Regions from separate parts of the Triticum aestivum genome. Here region 2 is linked to region 1. Evidence: chromatin contacts called from public Hi-C data. All regions are on one chromosome and are shown on one strand. Each heading gives the region's core, a stretch centred on a gene start, on an enhancer-like site or on the middle of the called end of the contact. The rest is flanking DNA. Distances are from core to core; before and after follow the strand shown. Region 1 overlaps LOC123096294 (protein translocase subunit SECA2, chloroplastic). Region 2 holds the start of LOC123096295 (lipase-like PAD4).

Region 1 (5,042 bases), core at 1,183-3,682:
GAGAAGAGGCACCTCACCGCCTTCATGCACCACCCGTACCGAGCCCAATCTCACCTACTCGGAGCTACCATCCCACCCACCTTGGGAAAATCTAGCCCGCCAAAGCGCTAGCCCTAGGCCAGAGTCATTGTCGTGCATGCAGCAAGCACCATGGCAAGGGGCCTCGCCGCCACCTACGCTGACCAGGATTCGCTCGATGACGTGCTCCAATGGCGATGAGGAGAAGGGAAGGAAGAGAAGAGAGCTACACAATGGCGGCTAGGGTTCCCTCCTGTCGCTCGAGGGAGCGACTGGAGGGACGGAGAGGCGCCTTACCACCCTTGTGCACCACCCGGACCAGGCCAAAACTCACCTACCAAGAGCTACAGCCCGACCCGCCTTGGGCACAGATCTGGCCCGTCCCAAGCGTCAGCCCTGGGTCAAAGCCACCACCGATGTGCATGTAGCCGGCACCACGGCCGGCACCCACCTAGCCCCACCCGCCACCAGCTTAAACCCGGAAGAAAGGTGAGGCCGCCACCGCCACCATGTGTCGCTTGAAGAAGCACGACCGCTAAATCAGTGTAGTCGTTGCCAGCACAGGCCCGCACCATCGTCTCGCAACCCTCTGTGTCACTGCCACCTACCACCGTCGTCGCCAAAGCGCGGTATCCGGTGCGACGCAGCTCCCCGCATAACATTGTGCCCCCACCTAAAGTAGCCGCACTGCGCCACCCCACCCTACGTAGAAAGGGAGAAGGGGCCCCGCCGCCACCCACGCCGGTCGGGCTTCACCTGATGATGCGCACCGATGGCAACGAGAAGGGAAGGAAAAGGAGAGAGTTGGACGACAGCGGCTAGGGTTCCCTTATGTTGCTCGACGAAGAAGCACCTCACAGCCCATGTGCACCACCCGGGCCGTGCCCAACCTCACCTACCTGGAGCTACATCCCGAACCCACCTCGTGCCTAGATCTGGCACGCCCGAAGCGCGACCCTAGGCCAGAGTCACCGCCTACGCGTATGCAACAGGCACCATGGTCGGCACCCGTCTAGCCCCGCATGTCGCTGGCTTGAACCTGGAAGAAAGGAGGCCACAGTCGCCACCATGCATCGCTTGAAGGAGCACAGCCACCAGATCTGTGTGGTCGTCGCCACCATAGGCCCACACCATCGTCATGCAGCCTCTGCGTCGCTGCCACCTGCCACCGCCGTCACCGAAGCATGGCCGCCGTCACACCACAATGCCCCCACACAATGTGGTGCCCTCGTCTGAAGTAACCGCCCGTGCCACCTCATTCCACGTAGAAGGGGGAATGGGCCTTGCCGTCACCCAAGTTGGTCAGGCTTCGCCCGATGACACGATCCGACGGCGGCGAGGAGAAGCGAACGAGGAGGAGAGATCTAGGCGCGGCGGCTAGGGTTCCCTCCTACCGCTAGCGGGAGTGATGGGAGGGACGAAATGTTTTCTTGGTACTTCTATCTATACTCACTAGGAGGTAGTTCTCCAACTCACCATGATATTTAAGTAGGGTTTCCACAAAGTAGGAGTACTCTTTCAACATGTGGTTGGATGGTTAGAAGGGTGGTTGTACCCCCATCCCATCAGGGACCAAACTTCATGTTTGACATATGTGTGTCTCATAAAGGTAAGGTGTATTATTTTTAGTGGGAGGCGACATTCCCGTCGATAGCGAGGTGTCTGTGTGACTTTGTCAATATCATTCATGGACGAATGGTAGGATGTCCATGCATGCATTTATATACATTAGTGTATATCCATTTGCGTCAGCATCTATGTATATACTGTATTTCTCAAATAAAACACCATTCTCCAAATAAAGAAGAGAAGAAGGATTAAAGCAGAGCCTAACGAAAATGCCCAGTTGAGTTGAGTTGAGTTGGGTTGAGCAAGGGGAAACTACTAGTCGCGGGAGAATGTCAAAGTATTGGACCATATGTGTGTGGTCGTGGTCTTTGTTCAGCAGGTACTGATGCGCCAGCCTCGGCGAAGACCACAAGATAAGTTGACGTGGAAAATTCAAACCAAGATCTTTCTTTTTCATTATCTTTTTTGCGGGTGGGGCTGGGCACACATGATCGAGGGCTATGTGCATACATAGAAGTGAACTCATTCATGGCCGAGTGGCCCGAGAATAAGTATATGCCGTATTATTTATTTGAATGATACTATGTGTTAACTAACATGCACGTCCATGCGTACATGCAGGAAGGACACCCTGCTGACCCACAGGGCATTCTGTGATGCCCTAGCTGAAGAGACTGCAAGGCTTATCGCAGCTGCAAACAACAGCAGCAGCACCAGTGATGATGGGTCTGATGATATGTAGTATACTTTTTTTTCTTTTCTTTTTTTGCGGAAGATATGTAGTATACTGGTAGTACAGTACTAGTCGTGTGCCCCAGCGCCAGGACACGATTGATCAGGCTGGTCTCGGTCCAAGTCCACTGCGGTGCAGATTCTTCACCATTCTGTGCGGCTGCAACACCGCAGACCACACATATATTGTGGGTGCAATAAATTCCCTGACGGCAAGGTAACCCAGCCGCTACTACTCTGATATAGCTGGTCAGATTCAGATAGACAGATGAGTGGCACTTGCCATCCAACACGAATGACACGCGACAGGATCACCCCATTCATTCCATCCCAATATCCCATCCTAATCCTAAAAAGAAAAATCGAAAATAAAGTTGGATGACACCCAACCGTTACTGAGATGAGGCGCACGCAACAGGGGAAACGCACGCGCACGTCATCCATGATGTCACACGCATTCTCGAGGGAGTGAGATCATCTCGCGTGTTGAGAGCGATGCTGGAAAAGGGGAAGAGAAGAGGCCGCCCACGCGAATGAAACGCGTGGAAGGTAAGAAAATATATACTCTACTCTGATACTACCTTTTATTATGTGAAATGAACACATGCCTGATAGCTACGCCGGGAAGATCCAAAGTAGAAAAGACAGCGTAGCTGCGTATACGTGATACCGTGACACGTCGCGTTACCATCATGCAGTGTCACTCGTGCCAACCACCTCTCTACTTGCTCGCGCGACACTTGCAATATAGAATGCCAGAGGGAATATGCGGAATGTAAGGAAGCCGCAAAAAAAATACCCTAGTCGGCAGCCAATGTGCAAATAGCTCATGACAGTATACCAATGTCGATAGTGATTCTATCATGCAAAGTATCTGGAAGGTTGAAATATTTGCCTTGTCATCATCATCAAAAGCAACGACTTGACAAATGTCAAACACTACTGCCCATTAGGACAGCCTCAAGAGTTCCGTGTCCACAAGCCAGATACTCCGCGTGCATGCAATTCCTACTTGTCTGGTAAAGGTTTCACTCACAAAATAGTACAGACTGGACAGAAATATATGTATGATACGACAACACAATGTGCGCAAATCTGTATTTTACTTGGAGTTGCAACATATAATGAAGCTCTGATTGTCACTGGCAAAAACTGATGAGCACTTCATGTGTGCGTCATCACCTAGATCCAGTTATGTAATATACATCCCCTGTCTGCACTTCATCTATATCAAGTTGCGTTTTCTACAGAGTTAACTCGTTGCTGGAGTTATCTACTCGTACTAGATAGTGGTTAATGTCTATTGTCTTGTAACCTACTCCCTCCGTTCCAAAATAGATGACTCAACTTTGTACTAACGTTAGTACAAAGTTAGTACAAAGTTGGGTCATCTATTTTGGAACGGAGGGAGTATATCTAAGACTCCGGGGGAAGGCCATCCATATGAAAAGCAGAAAGCCTAACCCTAATGTCACCTGGCTGCCATCCCAGTCAAGCCTGTGTTAAGAGACTTCCCCACTGATGAGGAACCAAGCCAGCAATCTAGACACGAAACACGTTCAAACAATATGAGATTGCACTGGCCATGCATCAGAAGTATCTGGGTGTGCAGTCTCTTGAGGAAAAAGATTCATCAGATGTGATGTTACTCGGCTATTGATCCGCAGTGTTGAATATCTCTTCAGATTCCATTGGAGATGACCAGTAACGGAGTAGGGCTTCGACTGTCAATCGTCGTGTGGCACTCAACATTGAGATGAAGAACCGACAGCCATCAATCTTATACTCCTCCAGAGGATTTCTGTGCCCAAAGCTCCGGACATTCACCTAGTAAAAAGTAAAAAAAATCTGAGTCAATGATAGAAAACTGGTAATCAAAGAGTCTAAAGAGATTGAAATTACCGCAGAACTAAGCTTGTTCATGTTAACTAAATGGTCCTTCCACAACATATCAAGTGTCTTCAGAAGTGCTTCCCTCTTCAATTCAACAGAGTTGCATGATTACATAAGAATATGTGTTGACTTGAGAAAAGGATAAAATGGTCATGACGAAACACATATAACTTGTCAGGTAATGCCAAAGTTACATCCATTATGCATTCCCATGACGCCACAATCAAGATCCTTTATTTGTAACTATAATCTTATGCTAGTTGGTACTCCCTCCGTCCCATAATGCAAGACGTTTTTGCAAGCTAACATAGTTTGCAAAAACGTCTTACATTATGGGACGGAGAGAGTAAATAATATGGTTTCACAAACAGAACTTCACATGATAAAAATGAATGGGAACTTGAAATAAGAACAGAGTAAATGCTATGCAGATTGCAACATCACTAGCAAAGTACCCAAGAAAGAATATGACCTTGACCTCCACAAAGAACACATAGGTCTCAGTGGGGCTTTATCCCCTGACAAGACCACATAAACATATTCGTAAGAGAAGCAAACCTCAATTCCCCTGATGTACGCATCATGATGACGGGACTCTTGCAGCACTTCCAGGTAGGTAGCTATTAGAAAATCCCCAAAATATTTCCGAAGAAGATTGACAATGTTTGTATATCTCCCTTTCCTGGATTTTTATCACATAGATGAAGTATAGAGAAACAATGAATACCTGAGGGTGAATGTGTAACACCATGTTGAAGAAAAACATATACGGGATTACATCACAACTTACTTTGATGTATCATCAACACACATGGCAAACCATCGCATTG
Region 2 (5,042 bases), core at 755-3,254, 230 kb before region 1:
TCAAGGAGAATATAAACATCCATATTGATTCATAAATAAGAAACAGGCCACAAATTTTATTTAGAATAGCAAGAAAGATACGAGAATTATAGTACCAGATGAAGACAGGTGAAGATCTTTGAAGCATTACTGAACTTGTCAAGAAACAATTAAGGTCGTATGTCTGCTGACCGAGTAAAATGATCCTACGTAATTATAACCAAATTCAAATAAGTTGTTTACATCTGGACAGCACATGAAGAGTATATGTCATCAAAATCAGCATGTGCTCTGGATGACAGTAAACTATGCACTATTATTCTTCATGGGCGACTGAATTTCCTAAATGCTCTAGATGCAGCGCTCATCCAGAGCACGGAAATTTCCCCCGATTCTAATGGGAATGCAGTTGTTGCATCCACTTCATGTGAAATTACTGCATAATTCCCAGCAAATTCATGCGTTCCAAATAAAGCCGTATGGTATACTTCCATGCTGCTCTCAATCATCCTCATCTGTTGCCCGTGGGTCACACCAAAATTCCTTGCATGCAAGTGACAACAAAATAGCAATAGCATACAGACTTCGTTGGGTGATGCGTAATGCGCCATCTGTGCCGTACTTTTTGTTTGCAGTGACATAAAGTGGACAGGCGCACAGCATCTCAAGCTGGCCGCCATGTTCGATAGAGATTGGATCTTTTCGATGAACTTACAAACTCTATGTCAAAAGGCACCAAATTGATCGTAAAAAAATCACACAGAAAGAAGATATACACTGAACTAGCCTTAGGCAACACAAAATCAATTTCAGACGGCACTACAATAAACAAAGAAGGTTAAGTCAACGGCAATCTCACATGCAACCTTTAGATTTGGTTTTCTTTCTAACAAATGATTTTATTTTTGTTTCATTATTCCACAAGCCACAATGTTATTAAATTTATTGTCCCAGTTAAGCTCTTAAGTTATTATCTGGTGAGATCTCAAATAATTGACACTGTCATAATATAATCGAGTACATTATCTCATCTACTGATGTCCGAAGTCTGAAGTCTTTTAAGTGTGAACACAAGGACATACCAACCAACTAAAGACAGGCGCATCAACATCACCATAACTTGGCCCATAGGACCAGAACGAAAAAATATCAGATCATCACGCTAACAATCATCACAAGGAAAAATGATTAAGCTGATAAATCCAGGAGATAAACACCCGATTAAATGCTGATTGATGAGATATTCGGCTAATTGATTGACTAATTTACCTGGAACTCAGGGGAGCCGCACAGTTTCAAGAAGCACCGCAGAGCCAGCGCCTGCACGGCGACACGCTCCCCGGCGGCGGCTGCGTCCGGCTCGGCGGCCGCCAGCTGCGGGAAGGCCCGCGCCCCGGCCGCGTCGCCGCCGAGGCCGACCGGCGCGAAGACGTCGGCGCCGCTCGCCACCGCCGGGCGCGCAACCGACAGCGCGGCCTGCAGGCCGGAGAAGGCCACGTACACCGTCCCCCCGTCCCCGCCGCCGTCGCCGTGCGCGAACCCGGAGGAGGCGGCGCCCATCGCGGCGGCGGCCGCGCACCGGTCCCAGGCGCGCGCCAGCAGCGGCGAGGAGGCCAGCAGCGCGCCGAGGACATGGCTGGTCTCGAACCTTCAAAGCGCACACGCATTTTCAGCTCCTCTGTACATCTCTCTCCCAAATTCCTCTCCTTTTCTACCACCAAATCATGGCGCGATTGGGGGAAGCTAAAGCAGCCAAGCTTTCGTGCGCGGAGTGCGCCGGGAAGTACTTATATACGCTGAGAGGAGAGAAAAGTTATGGAAGAAAATCGGAGGAACTTACATGGAATTTTCTTCTGCGTCTTCCATGGCAGGCGGGCGAGCTTCCGGGAAATGGGGCGGCGCTTGAGAGAGCGAGAGAAGGGCTGGAGGAGGGTTAGGAGAGGAAGTGGTCAAGTTTACTTTGCGTGGCCTCCGCGCTCTGGTGTGGTGGGGGCAACTGGGCAAGGGAGCTGCAATTTCTATCACCACTCTGGTCAAATATTTCGTCGACTTTGCATTTAAAGGCCCGGAGTTTTTTTTCCTAGTCCTCTCGTAGGGAAAATGCAATGTTTTAATAAAGAAATGGTGGATAACTTGCACCTGAATAGATAACTTGCTTCCAATAGTTTATTATAGAAAAGTAATATGGTCTTGAAACAGGATTTCGCCCCGCTTTATATATAAAGCATCAACCGAAGAAGTACACGGCCGAACGATACAAGATGATGAGGTAGCCCTCTTACAAAGCTGATCCTGAAATATCTGACACACGAAGAATCCACGCGACTACGCTACCGGCAACTAACACCGGAAGAACTAAACACCCTCACGCTACGACATAGCATACCTAAGCTCCACGACAACGCCCTCAAGAGGGAAAACGACGCAGAGCGTCGCCGCTGCCGAGTCCACACCGGACACAGGTCTTCACCCGGAACCCTGACACGGAGAGAAGAACCACAACGACGTCTTCAAGAAGATCACGACACCCTCGGGTGTCGCCGTCGTCGGCGCAAAGGCACGGAGCTTTCGCTCAGTAACTCGCTTGTGCCACAACGAGGCCGCCAGGAAGAGCGCGGCGATGACAGAACTCCAGATCTAGATCGGGATGCCGCCCCTCTAGGGGAGGGGGCGCGTCCAAGTTACCCAACGCAGCACCTCTCGTTGCCCACAAAACCCGGGAGTGAAGCCACCACCACCACCATGGTGCCTGCCGGAGAGCAACCATGCGGACCGCCATCCGGGCCGCTGCCCCGGCATCCCTGTCGCTAGATACCGTGTGCCGCACACATCACCACGCACTCAACCATGATAGGAGGAGTGATGTTAGTCTATCTACTCGTAGCCTGGCATCAGTCCCCGAGTCTGGGTAGGCGCCTTCACCATAGGAGGAACCCACACCTGCGTCCCCAGCCAGTGCCAGGTGGACTGGGGGGCCCGACTCCGAGACTGCCGACGGCCATCGGCGAGCCTGCCCCGAGCCCATGGCCAGGCAAGCTCACACAGTTCCATATTCGTGGTCGCCGGCGCCGTTCCGTGCACCAACACAACAATAACACGACCACCACCAGCGAGCACCTCCCGGGCCAAGCCCGGCCTCTCCTACCTGAAGCACAAGCCACGATCCGGCACGGGCCCCGACCTGGCCTGCCCGAGCACGAACCCTAGATATGCACCTTCCGCCGGCACACATCCAGGAGAAGGAGGTCGCCACCGCCACCCCTCGCCATCAGCAGACCTGCAGCAGCCACGACGCTGTAGTACCTCCCGCCGTGCACCCCCGCCCTGCCCCAACCGATCCCCAACACAGATCAGGGTCGAGCCCACCAGCACCAGCCACCACGCCCGGGACCGAGCCGTGGCAGCTAATCACCGCCATCTAAGCCCGCGTCGCCTGCTGGCCAAGACGGCCGCCGTGGTGATGTAGGGTAGAACCCTAGATGCCCGATCTTTCATGAAATGGAGGGGATCCTACGAAGAACACGAAGAATACGAGGGGAAACACGAGGGAAAACACGAGAGGAATCACTCAAACCAACAATATTCAATTACACATGTGCTAGATCCTCAAAACAGAAAGAGATACACGATCCAAATCCAACAAAGGACGATACAAGAGGTAACTAGTTCATCTCCGTGAGGAGGCCTTGAGGGGGTCTTCCCGCGAGGGGTCTTGAATCCGCTTGGGGGATCTTCTCTGAAGAGGTCGTGAACTCCAATGGAGAAGTAACCAAGTGGATGAGCAAAGCTCTATCTCTCAAATGAGCTATCACGTTGCTAACTGATACGTCTCCAACGTATCTGTAATTTTTGATTGCTCCATGCTATATTATCTTCTATTTTGGACATTATTGGGCTTTATTATTCACTTTTATATTATTTTTGGGACTAACCTATTAACCGGAGGCCCAGCCCAGAATTGTTGTTTTTTGCCTATTTCAGAGTTTCGCAGAAAAAGAATATCAAACGGAGTCCAAACGGAATGAAACCTTTGGGAACGTGATTTTTGGAACGAACATGATCCAGGAGACTTGGACCCTACGTCAAGAAATAAAGGAGGAGGCCACGAGGTAGGGGGCGCGCCTACCTTCCCCAGGCGCGCCCTCCACCCTCGTGGGCCCCCTGTTACTCCACCGACGTACTCCTTCCTCCTATATATACCTACGTACCCCCAAACGATCAGATACGGAGCCAAAAACCTAATTCCACCGCTGCAACCTTTTGTACCCATGAGATCCCATCTTGGGGCCTGTTCCGGAGCTCCGCCGGAGGGGGCATCGATCACGGAGGGCTTCTACATCAACACCATAGCCCCTCCAATGAAGTGTGAGTAGTTTACCTCAGACCTTCAGGTCCATAGTTATTAGCTAGATGGCTTCTTCTCTCTTTTTGGATCTCAATACAATGTTCTCCCCCTCTCTCGTGGAGATCTATTCGATGTGATCTTCTTTTGCGGTGTGTTTGTTGAGACCGATGAATTGTTGGTTTATGATCAAGTTTATCTATGAACAATATTTGAATCTTCTGAATTCTTTTATGTATGATTGGTTATCTTTGCAAGTCTCTTCGAATTATCAGTTTGGTTTGGCCTACTAGATTGATCTTTCTTGCAATGGGAGAAGTGCTTAGCTTTGGGTTCAATCTTGCGGTGTCCTTTCCCAGTGACAGTAGGGGCAGCAAGGCACGTATTGTATTGTTGCCATCGAGGATAACAAGATGGGTTTTTTATCATATTGCATGAATTTATCCCTCTACATCATGTCATCTTGCTTAAGGCGTTACTCTGATCTTATGAACTTAATACTCTAGATGCATGCTGGATAGCGGTCGATGTGTGGAGTAATAGTAGTAGATGTAGGCAGGAGTCGGTCTACTTGTCTCGGACGTGATGCCTATATACATGATCATACCTAGATATTCTCATAACTATGCTCAATTCTGTCAATTGCTCAATTGTAATTTGTTCACCCACCGTAAAATACTTATGTTCTTGAGAGAAGCCACTAGTGAAACCTATGGCCCCC

What was found. Hi-C and Micro-C count contacts between places; a contact is called where the count stands out from the background.
Region 2: a Hi-C map of leaf shows a contact between it and region 1, with 4 times the contacts expected there. The contact joins the promoter of LOC123096295 here to the enhancer-like site in region 1. A contact is called at or near these places in 4 of 5 Hi-C or Micro-C datasets (leaf, root and an unstated tissue) and 1 of 1 datasets of contacts at active chromatin or transcription factors (leaf).

What each region holds. Positions count from the first base shown.
Region 1 is chr4D:73,119,786-73,124,827 of IWGSC CS RefSeq v2.1, reverse strand. LOC123096294 (protein translocase subunit SECA2, chloroplastic) reads right to left here. Exons shown (of 30, transcript XM_044517988.1): 27 at 5,003-5,042; 28 at 4,771-4,894; 29 at 4,222-4,296; 30 at 3,406-4,146. The coding sequence ends at 3,973. Among protein-coding and RNA genes, the nearest start is that of LOC123096294, 13 kb to the right of the region's middle. Within about 2 kb of position 2,432, at least 2 of the 8 cell types and tissues checked have an H3K27ac peak or open chromatin away from gene starts, as enhancers often do. A contact at or near this core is called in leaf, where this site is marked.
Region 2 is chr4D:73,346,960-73,352,001 of IWGSC CS RefSeq v2.1, reverse strand. It overlaps LOC123096295 (lipase-like PAD4), which reads right to left and starts at 2,004. Exons shown (of 4, transcript XM_044517989.1): 1 at 1,820-2,004; 2 at 1,249-1,627. The coding sequence starts at 1,845.